Regions from separate parts of the Mus musculus genome. Here regions 1 and 2 are each linked to region 3. A link is a contact called in public promoter capture Hi-C data. All regions are on one chromosome and are shown on one strand. Each heading gives the region's core, a stretch centred on a gene start, on an enhancer-like site or on the middle of the called end of the contact. The rest is flanking DNA. Distances are from core to core; before and after follow the strand shown. Region 1 holds the start of Ap1s1 (adaptor protein complex AP-1, sigma 1). Region 2 holds the start of Znhit1 (zinc finger, HIT domain containing 1). Region 3 holds the start of Dnaaf5 (dynein, axonemal assembly factor 5).

The links. Promoter capture Hi-C pulls out the DNA fragments that hold promoters and counts their contacts.
Region 1: a contact with region 3 is called in a promoter capture Hi-C map of liver, with 4 times the contacts expected there. The contact joins the promoter of Ap1s1 here to the promoter of Dnaaf5 in region 3. A contact is called at or near these places in 2 of 39 promoter capture datasets (hippocampal neurons and liver).
Region 2: a contact with region 3 is called in a promoter capture Hi-C map of liver, with 3 times the contacts expected there. The contact joins the promoter of Znhit1 here to the promoter of Dnaaf5 in region 3. A contact is called at or near these places in 2 of 39 promoter capture datasets (liver and pre-B cells).

What each region holds. Positions count from the first base shown.
Region 1 is chr5:137,044,224-137,047,551 of GRCm38.p6, forward strand. Ap1s1 (adaptor protein complex AP-1, sigma 1) reads right to left here and starts at 1,885. Exons shown (of 5, transcript NM_007457.3): 1 at 1,785-1,885. The coding sequence starts at 1,787.
Region 2 is chr5:136,985,428-136,988,639 of GRCm38.p6, forward strand. Znhit1 (zinc finger, HIT domain containing 1) reads right to left here and starts at 1,477. Exons shown (of 5, transcript NM_001310747.1): 1 at 1,384-1,477. The coding sequence starts at 1,405. Plod3 (procollagen-lysine, 2-oxoglutarate 5-dioxygenase 3) reads left to right here and starts at 1,592. Exons shown (of 19, transcript NM_011962.3): 1 at 1,592-2,376; 2 at 2,690-2,781; 3 at 2,908-3,044; 4 at 3,145-3,212. The coding sequence starts at 2,259.
Region 3 is chr5:139,148,733-139,152,012 of GRCm38.p6, forward strand. It overlaps Dnaaf5 (dynein, axonemal assembly factor 5), which reads left to right and starts at 1,503. Exons shown (of 13, transcript NM_001081265.2): 1 at 1,503-2,103; 2 at 2,751-2,935. The coding sequence starts at 1,515. It also overlaps a transcript of Prkar1b not described here.

The sequences.
Region 1 (3,328 bases), core at 635-3,134, 2.1 Mb before region 3:
CTATTTTCCCCTGACCTTCTGTTTCCTAACCCTGTTTTCCATGGAGAAGATGCCTAGCCTCATGATAAGCTGAGGCCAACAGACAACAGTTCTCTGTGTGTTCTTCTAGACGCCATGTCTCACAGACGCCCTACCCGATCCTGCCATAAACCTTCAGATGCCTCTGACTCAATATGGCCTCTCGTCAGTCCCATACCTGTCGATACTCTTCCCTGAGTAGTGTATATAAATAGAACTGTGCTTGGCAGAAATATTCAGATTTTACCCTCCATTTTTCTCCACCATCCACACATTTAGTTCCACATACTGCCTCTCTTCCCAGCTTTTTTTTTTTTTAGACAAGGTTTCTCTGTGTAGCCCTGGCTGTCCTGGAACTCACTTTGTAGACCAGGCTGGCCTCGAACTCAGAGATCTGCCTGCCTCTGCCTCCCTAGTCCTGGGATTAAAGGTGTGTGCCACCACGCTCGGCTTCCAGTTTCTTTAAAGCGTTCTTTTATATTCTTTTACACGTATGTGTGGGGCACCCACGTGCCATCACTTACATGCAGAGGTCAGAGGAGGAGTCAGTCCCCTCCTTCCACCACATGGCTCCTGGGAATGACCTCAGGTTATCAGCCACCCGGACAAGCTGAGCCGTCTCTCTGGCCCTCTTTTCTGTCTTTCTTTTGTGAGACAATGTTTCATGTAGCACAGGCTGATCTCAATTCCCTAAGTAGCGAAGGCTGCCCTTGGTTTTCTGATCTCCCTTTTTCTTACCTCTGAGTACCAGGTTACAGGTGTGCACTCTAAGGCCTGACCTTTCTTCTGAGACATCAGGTGACTGATCACTGGGTCCCTCAGACAGGGGCATAGTCACCCTGGAGGGCTCTCCTAGGGAATGTCTGTGGAATAACTAGCAAGCAGAGTCCTCACTGCTTCCCGCATGGCCCTAGTTTTATTACCAGTTGCAGAGGTTCCTCATTCCATATCCTGAACTCAATTCCCAGCAAACAGCTCTGAGAACATGGCCCGGGTTGGGATATCTGTGTGTGTCCCACACTTCCAGTTTAGCAGGTTAAGTTAAAAGAAAACAACACCCCAGAAGCTAGAAGTAAGTACTGTTGGTGGGGGGGATAGGGAAGGTGAAGAACTGAGGGAGTCCTGTGTAGTTAAGAAAAGGAGGTGACAGCTACAGCAGGAAGGCCTGGGTTCCGGAAAAGAAAATGCCCCGGAGAGGGTGGAGAGCTGGGATTGCCAAAGTAGGGAGTCTTCCAGAGCCTAGGTCCCCGACGGCAAACCCTAGAGCCCACCTGAGCCAGAACTCCGGGTGAGCTGTCAAGGAAGCGAGACAGGAGGTTCACTCCAGAGACCCGGAAACTGTTCCCTCCCACACCGAGCTCTCCATGGGCCATGCTCCAGTGTGGGCCTCAAGGGAAGGGGTTTCGGCGACCTGCAACCATCCCGAGTGACCCCGGCGCCCCAACCTCGTGCCTTCCCTGCGGCAGTGCCTGGGAGGGTCTTAAAGATTCCCAGAGTCCCGAGCGCTTCTCCAGGCTCGGGACAGTCCCGCCACCATTCAGCTCTAGTCCCCTCTCTCCTAACCAGCAAGACTCCTCCCAACCCCTGTCCCTAGTGCCATTTCCAGCTTCCGAGGTCAGCTCTCTCCAGCAGCTCCAGGAAGTGGATCCTTTGCGGACCACAGGGAAGACAGGGCGACTCCCACAAAGGGCAGCCCCCCTCCGGACCCCTGCAGGTACAGCCCACGCCCCTCGGGTCCCCGTCCCCTCCCTCTCCTCACAGCCTACCATCCTGCAGCCTCCAGCCCGGTGCGTCCCTCTCCGGCCACCGTAGAAGCCAGCTCCACTCCCAGTCGGATTCTTTTCTTTTCCCTCCCTCTCCGCTTGAAGCCCCGCCCCAAGGCCTCGCCGGCTCCAAGCACGGACGCATTGCGCAGGCGCCAACGCTGCAGCGACCCACCCCCATCTCATCCGGCGCGCAGGCGGGGCTGGAGGCGGAGAAGCGGAAACCATGGCAACCAGGTCCTTGACTTCAGTTTTGCAAAAGCCTGGTCGTCATGGTAACAGGGCTGTCTTGGTGGGTTGATTGGAGGATGGGAAGGGAGGGGGTAGAGGACAATGAGGACTTCGAGCTTTGGAGCATTTGTGGGGGAAAAAGGCGGGAAAAGGGTGAGAGGTGTATGCACGATCTTTGGAGCTGATGAAGAAGTTGGGAGGAATGATGTGGAAAACATCAGTCAGAGGGTGGTGATGGGCAGGATGAGGGAAATAGAGACCGGTAGGCTAGGAGAATAAAGAGTTCAAGGACAGCTCAGGGTTCCAGAGCAAGCAAGATCCTGTCCCCAAAGCAAACAAGGCAGGTGTGGTGGTGTATCCTGTGATCTCTACACTTGGAAGGCAGAGACAGGAGTTCAGCTGCAGCTACATGGCACGGTCTTGACCACCCAAGGCCACAGAGAGCCTGTCTCCAACAACAACAACAACAACAAAAGTGACACAAAACAGTGCAGATATGATGGTTCGGATTGTAAAGATGTTTCCCCAAACCCACAAGGTGGAAAGAAAGAACTGACTCCTGCAAATTGTCCTCTGACCTCTGTATAAGCAAGCACCCTAGCTTGTATACACCACACACACACACACACACACACACACATATATACACACACACACAGACAGACAGACATGGTCACAGGCAACACAAAATACACTTGTAAAATGTAATCTTAAAAAAAAACTAAACCAGGGATAAAAATCAGGGATAAAAAAATTGTTGAAAATGGGAATACTGTAACAGGAATATAAAGAATGGGAGGAAATTGTAAATTAAGGAGAAAGGGGAAGAAATGAAGAGAATCTTATAGTATTAAAGGGGTGTGGTGTAATCCCCATAGCCAGAAGGCTACAGCCAGCCTAGACTACACAGTGTGGCTCTGTCAAGCAAGCAAGAGTGGGATTCCAGAACTGGGTGTGGTGAGGCAAGTCACAATCCCAGCCCTGCAGAGGCTGAGGCAGGAAGAGCAAGAGGTCATGACCAGTTTTGGGGCTATGGAGGAATATGTGTGTGTGTGTGTGTGTGTGTGTGTGTGTGTGTGTGTGTGTGTGTGTGTGTACCAAACTGGATGTGCTGGTATACACCTATTATGTGATTATTTGGAAGGTACAAGCAGATGTACTAAGATCAAGAGTTCAAAATGACTCTTGACTACATAGCTAGTTCATTTTATGGACTGAGACACAATGTCAAAAAAAAAAATCGTTGAGCAACAAAACAATTTAGCCAGGCATTATTGTGCACATGCCTGTAATCTGGTCCCTGGGGAGGCAGAGGC
Region 2 (3,212 bases), core at 227-2,726, 2.2 Mb before region 3:
CAGAGCAGCACACATACACAAATTAAAATAAAGAGCGCCTTTGAGAATTGACACAGTATTGACTTCTGGCCTCCATATTCTCAAGACCTGTGATTCAGTAGGGCAAAATCCAGTGTACATTTCTAGAATGTTCCTTCAGCCTGAGACGCATGCCTGTGCCCTGTGACTGCACCGACTACCTTCCTTGGACTAAAAGTCTCCCCAGTGTGGCTCCCAGATGTCCCCCTATCTTGTTGGATATATTTCCTATCCCGACATTTTGTCTCCTCTCTTGCTCTCGAGGCTGCTTCTGCCTGTCCTTTTTCTTTAATTGATAGCGCTCTTTGGCCTGTCCCTTTCTCACCCCCACAACCTTCAATAGGATCTCAGGAAGCCCAGGCTGGCCTGGGATGACCTCCTGTGCACAGCCACACCAGGCTTATGTGATGCTGGGGATGGAGCAAGAGTTTTGGGCATGCTGGACAACACCCTATCAGCAGGGGCTCATCTCTGACCTCTTTTTCTTGTATTTCTATCTTTCTTCAAAAAGTGCATTTATTCTGAGTGTTTCTGTGCACATGTAGGTGTTGCAGTACACGTGCAGAGATCAGAGGACACTGTATGGAAGCCTTTTCTCCTATCATGTGGATCCTGGGGACTGAACTCAAGTAGTCAGGCTTGGCAGCAAGCAACTTTACCTACTGCATGCACCATCTCACCTGCCCATTCCTGGTGCTGGGTTTCCCATAACATGCCAGTCTCAAACCAGAACTCCCCCAAACCACAGACTTCAGGACTACAGGACACCAAGAGGCTGAGGTCCAGCCTAATTTACATAGGCAGCCTAGGCTACATTAAAAAAAGAGAGAAAGGAAGGAATGAAGTGTGTATGTTCGTGTGTGTGTGTGCACGTGTTTGTGTAGTACCCAAAGCCAAGCCCTTTGATTTCCTAAGTTTCTCTGTTCCCTCCATCCAACATCCAGAAGCTGGAGGAAAGTGGGGCGATGGTGGCGCACGCCTTTAATCCCAGCAGTGTAGAGGCAGAGGCAGGCAGATCTCTGTGAGTTCCAAGCCAGCCTAATCTACAGAGCTAGTTCCAGGACAGCCAAGGGTACGCACCCTGTCTCGAAGAAAAAAACAAAAAACAAAAAAAAAACAAAAGCAAAACAATCCAGAAGCCGAGGTGAGTACCACTGCTCATAGCACCCGGGCTTTGGAGAGACAACACATCCTCTCCATCCCCAACGTCTGCTGAAGCAAGCAGTCACAAAACACGAATTAATGGTTCCGAGACTGCCCCAACACTGAGCGAAGGTAATTGACGTGAAAAGCTAGGCGGGGAGATGTTAGGCTGAATTTGAACTTGGGAAGCACAAAAGGGCGAACCACTCAAGGCTCACATACCGGCGGGTTTCTTCTCCACCATTGGCGCAACACAGTTGACAGAAGAGCCTACTGCGCACGCGTACTAACCACCGACCCTTGCTCTGAGCACACCCCTTCCGGTGGCGTGCACACATACGCGTGCGCAGTCTTTCCCCTCCCGCTTGAAGTCATTACGTGATGTTCCCTTGGAGATCAGCAAGCTTTCGCTTTCCGCCATCTTTGATAGGGGCAAACCTAATTCCGGTCGCATTGTGGTTACCCAAAAAAAAAAATCTGAGAGCCGCCTGCAAATGGTCACTTTTTAAAAACTGGCGTGGGTGGTCTTTAGGGGAGCGCTCTTGTCCCTGTGCCCTTTGCATCCCCGGTGCGTGTCCCCGCGCTGCGGGACAGGATAGGCAGGTTCGGTGGCTTTGTTGAACCCAGACCCACGAGGATGTCCGCGCGATCCCGCCTCCGGCTTCCCGGCCCCTCCGGGCCCGTCGCCCCCGCCGCGCGCCACCCCAGGCCTTGCTGTCCTGTGTTCCTCCGGGTCAGACTTGTGGTCAAGACCCGCCCCCGCGTCGCCTGGACCCTCCTCAAAAGGTCACTTCCCCTCCCGGGGGGATTCGGTTGCTCCGGTGTGAGTCAGGCAGTGCCCAGGACCGGACCCTCGGCTCCTCCCCACCCTCCAGCCCGCGCCCGCGGGACAATCCTTGCCTTGTCTCGCCGTCTGCATCTCGGGTTTTCGGTGGCCTCGGGTTACGCCTTTTTTCCAGGGCGGAGTCCCGAGCACAGCTCCTCCTCTCAGCGGGCTCGGTTTCCCCTTTTCCCAGAATCTTCCCGGGGCGTCGGAATCCAGGCGCTCAGCTCAGCGCCGGTGCGGGCCTGGGTGTAGCCTAAGCGTGCTGCTAGCCATGGCTGCGGCAGGCCCGGAACCCCGGCTTTTGCTCCTGCTCCTGCTGCTGCTGCCGCCGCTGCCCCCCGTAACTTCTGCCTCCGATCGACCCCGGGGCGCCAATGCTGTCAACCCAGGTGAGAACCCGGGCGGCCAGTGGGCAGGGTCGACACGTCCGCCAGCCTGGAAGGGAGTGTCCAGCCTTCCCAGTGCATTAGCCTCTCATGCAGAACTTGGGGTTCCAGGCTCCCCAGACAGACAGGAACACCCCAGCCCCCATTCGTGTATGTTACTCTCACCCGACTCTTCTGGAGATCAAATGTGCTGAAAGAACTTTAGTGAAGTAATATGGAGGTGTGTGTGTGTGTGTGTGTGTCGGGGGTGATACAGAGGGATAAACACGTGGGACACTAAGCCGTGTCTTAAGTGCCAGTTCTCTGGCTATGACAGACAAATTGCTGGTGATCACTGTGGCTACGGCAGAGACAGAGGGGTACCGGCGTTTTCTGCAGTCTGCGGAGTTCTTTAACTACACTGTACGGGTGAGTGGGGGGACCCATGGGAGAAATTCCAGCGGGAGAGGGCAGGGGTCGTGGGGGTTGGTCCTGTTTCCTCATCTTGGCCAGCTGAACCTCTTCCGCTGCGTGGGGGTGGGATCTTTCCTGCAGACCCTGGGCCTGGGACAGGAGTGGCGAGGGGGTGATGTGGCTCGAACAGTTGGTGGAGGCCAGAAGGTCAGGTGGCTCAAGAAGGAAATGGAGAAATATGCAGATCAGAAAGACATGATCATCATGTTTGTGGACAGGTAAGGAGGGCTGGGGTGGAAAGAGTGGGAAACTGGTTATGGAGAGAGAAAAAGAGACTGAGGTTCCTCCTGGCTCTCGTCTTCCCCTTTTCTTGCCCAGCTACGACGTGATTCTGGCAAGCAGCCCGACAGAGCTGCTGAAGAAGTTTGTTCAGAGTGGCAGTCATC
Region 3 (3,280 bases), core at 253-2,752:
CTGCTTCCCTGGGCTTGCCGTCTGCCCACCTAACATTCACAAAGCCTTTTCACGGCTTGCACATCTATGCCAAATTCCCCTTATGAGGATAGCAGCTAGCCCCAATATCTCAATCTTGACATCTGCAAAGATCCTACCTCCAGACACTCACACTCTGATGGACTAGGCTTAAGACTTTGACATACGAGTCCATGACACCTCTAACACCAAGCCTTTGCTTGGCCAGTCACCTCTCTTCACAACTCTTTTGCCACCCTAAGCAATTTTACATGGTTCCCCTAAAGCTTCCACGCCACATTCAAAACACCTAAGGGTTCACACCAATTTCCCACAAAACTAATGTCAACAACAAAAAAAGGCCAAATTTGTTACAAAACCCAACCCCTAACATTATAAGCCTGTTCTCAGATGTGACTCGTTTGGATGCCCAAGTCATGCAGCACTGAGTCAGGCCTAGGAAGTGCCCAGTGGGGGGTCCTGACCACTGACAATACCATCTCTGACCCCCTAAAAAAACACTTCCAGCCATCGAGCATACCTCATGTCTAAACTGAGGTCAGACCGTGTGGCAGATTCACACTTGACTTCTTCATGACCTCTGAGGAACCCAGTAAGGATCAGCCATATCTACACCATTAGAAAGAACCTCAGCTTAAGCTGCCCCTGAGGAAAGGAACCTGAAGGTGCAGGCTTGCAGAAGCTTGGCCACTCAGGCCAAGTTCCAGACTCAGGCACAGGACAGCCCCACTCTTGGCCTCGCCCCTAGCCATTTGCCACGCCCTAAGGCCTGCGTCCCACCTGTCAGCCCTTGTCTCAGGCACCTCAATCCTCACGCTTCACCTTACTCAGACCCCCACCCCTCCCTCGAGCTTTATGTCCCTTCCCCAAACCTGCACCCCACCTATTATTGAAACTTGTCAGCCAGCTGCGCGGCCCATGCCCCGCCCACCTACCCCCCCATCCAACCCACTACTCCTTGCCCCGCCTCCTTCCCGTAGACCCTTATTCTTCGCCCCGCCCACAAAACCAGGGCTCCGCCTGCCACCTCCTGCAATGCTCCCGAAGTCCACACCCCGCCTATTTGGTTCTTTCCCCTCCCATTATCCCTTATTCCCCTCTCTTTACACTAAGCCCCTACCCAAGAGGCCCGTGTCCCGCCTACCAACCCCCTCGTACCGCCCACTACCTCTTTCGCCCAAGGCCCTTGCCGAGCTTGCTGTCTTCTGCCTCGCCCTCAAGGTTCGCGCCCCACCCCAGACTCCCGGACCTAGCCAATTACACTTGCTTCTCTTAGCCTCTCTCGTCCTCCTGCCCGTCACTCCGCCCTCTAAGCCCTTTGCCCGCCCACTTCCCTGGCCCCGCCTCTCCCTTACTCCCTGCCCCTCCCCCAGCATCACTCCTAAGGGGCGCACACTCAGCCTCGAGCAACCCAGGCAGCCGGAAGTCTTGCCGTAAAGCGTGCTCGGACCATCGTACTAGCGCCGGTTCCCTTGGAGACAGGCAACGCGCTCAAGATGGCGGCGCCGGCGGAGGCGGAGGTGGCCGCGGCCCCGGGCTTAACCGAGGCGGCTGAAGCCGCGGAACTGACCCGCGCGCTAAGCCGCCTGCTACCGGGGCTGGAGACGGAAAGTAAGCTGGGGCGGCGGCGCGCTCTGGAGGCTCTGGAGCAGGTACTGGAAGAGGCGGTGCGGCCCGGCGCGGATTCCGCGGCCTTCCAGGGCCCCTGGGCCCGTCTGCTGCTGCCGCGCCTGCTGCGGCTTCTAAGCGATCCGGCCGAGGGCTGCCGCGCGCTGGCCGCTCACCTGCTCGACCTTGGCCTGCGCCGCGCCGCGCGGCCCCGCGACGCTCTGCCGCGTCTGCTGCCGGCGCTCAGCGCACGCCTGGCCCGACCTGAACTCGCGCGGCCGCCGCCGGAGCCCTGCGAGGAGCTGCGTCTCGCCCTCGTGCAGCTGCTCCACCTCGCCGTAGACCTGGGCGGCGCCGCGCTCGCGCCCCACCTGGACGACGCCGTGCGCGCCTTGCGGGCCGCGCTGCTCGACCCCTTCGCTGCGGTGCGCCGGGAGGGCTGCGAGTGCGCAGCCGCTCTGGCCCGTGCCACTCCGGGTGAGCGTCCTATCCGCTTCCCTGGTTACCTAGATGTCCAGAAACTGAACTAAAGTGGGCTGGTTCCTTCGTAAGGTCATTTCCGATGGGAGGGGGCACGAGACAAGAGATCTCACCATGTAGCCCTGGCTGGTGTCAAACATAACGCTGCTTCTACTTCAGCCTAAAGTGCTAGACTCTCAGACCTGTGTCACACCCATTTCATGATCATTTTTATGCTGGGTTATGGGACTCATGTGGGAAAGGACAACTCAACTCAGTTTCTTTACTCCAGTGTCTTCTCTGTCTCTGACACGGGTCACTAACTTCCTGGATGAAGGGAGGCTGCTTCTCGTTTATTTCTACCCTCTATCTACAGCCCTGCTTGATCAGGGCTTTTTCCCTTTTTTCCTTCTAGACTAGAGTTTGGAAAAGTTAAGAGGCCCTACCTAGTGTTTAAAGTCTTCCCGGGGGTAGGGGGGAGCCAACTTTGTGAAATAGGTGTATATATCCCTCCGGATGCCTGGAGCATAAGCAGCTCCCAGCACCATTGGAGAGAAAAAGTGGGAGCTGAGGCTAGCAGAGGCCAGAGGAAGGTTTGATGGTAGCCACAGAACAGGGCCCCATGCAGCTGTATCGCATAACCAGCAGCCTCCCTAATCCCACAGAGCACTTCCACATGCAATCGGAGTCCTTGATAGGCCCCCTGATGCAGACCATCTCCCACCAGCACTGGAAGGTCCGGGTAGCCGTTATCGAAGCCACGGGCACTGTGATCCAGTTTGGCAGTGGGAACTCGGTGGATGATGTCCTTTCCCACTTTGCTCAAAGACTCTTCGATGACGTCCCTCAGGTACTGGGAGTTTTCTGCTTGACAGTCCTGAAACCATGTGCTTCTGTTAATAGAAGTGTCCTCATGTGCTCATCCACTGAGAGAATTTCAGTGCAGGGCCTAGTGCTTAGGGCCTTGCCGGGAAGGACAGAACGGAAGTGGAAGTCCGGTGCTGGGGTGGTCTCCATGCTGGTGGGGGGCAGACAGGAGCCCTCCAGATGTAGACAGAGCACTCACTGGCTTTCAGAGCACAGGCCTGTCTCAGACCTTAGACTGTTGTGGCTTATGGTAATGTCCCCTAAAGAGAAAGGACTGGTGGTAGGCAGGCTCTGTCTCCAAGGGAGGAAACAAGTGAAGGGGGAGCAC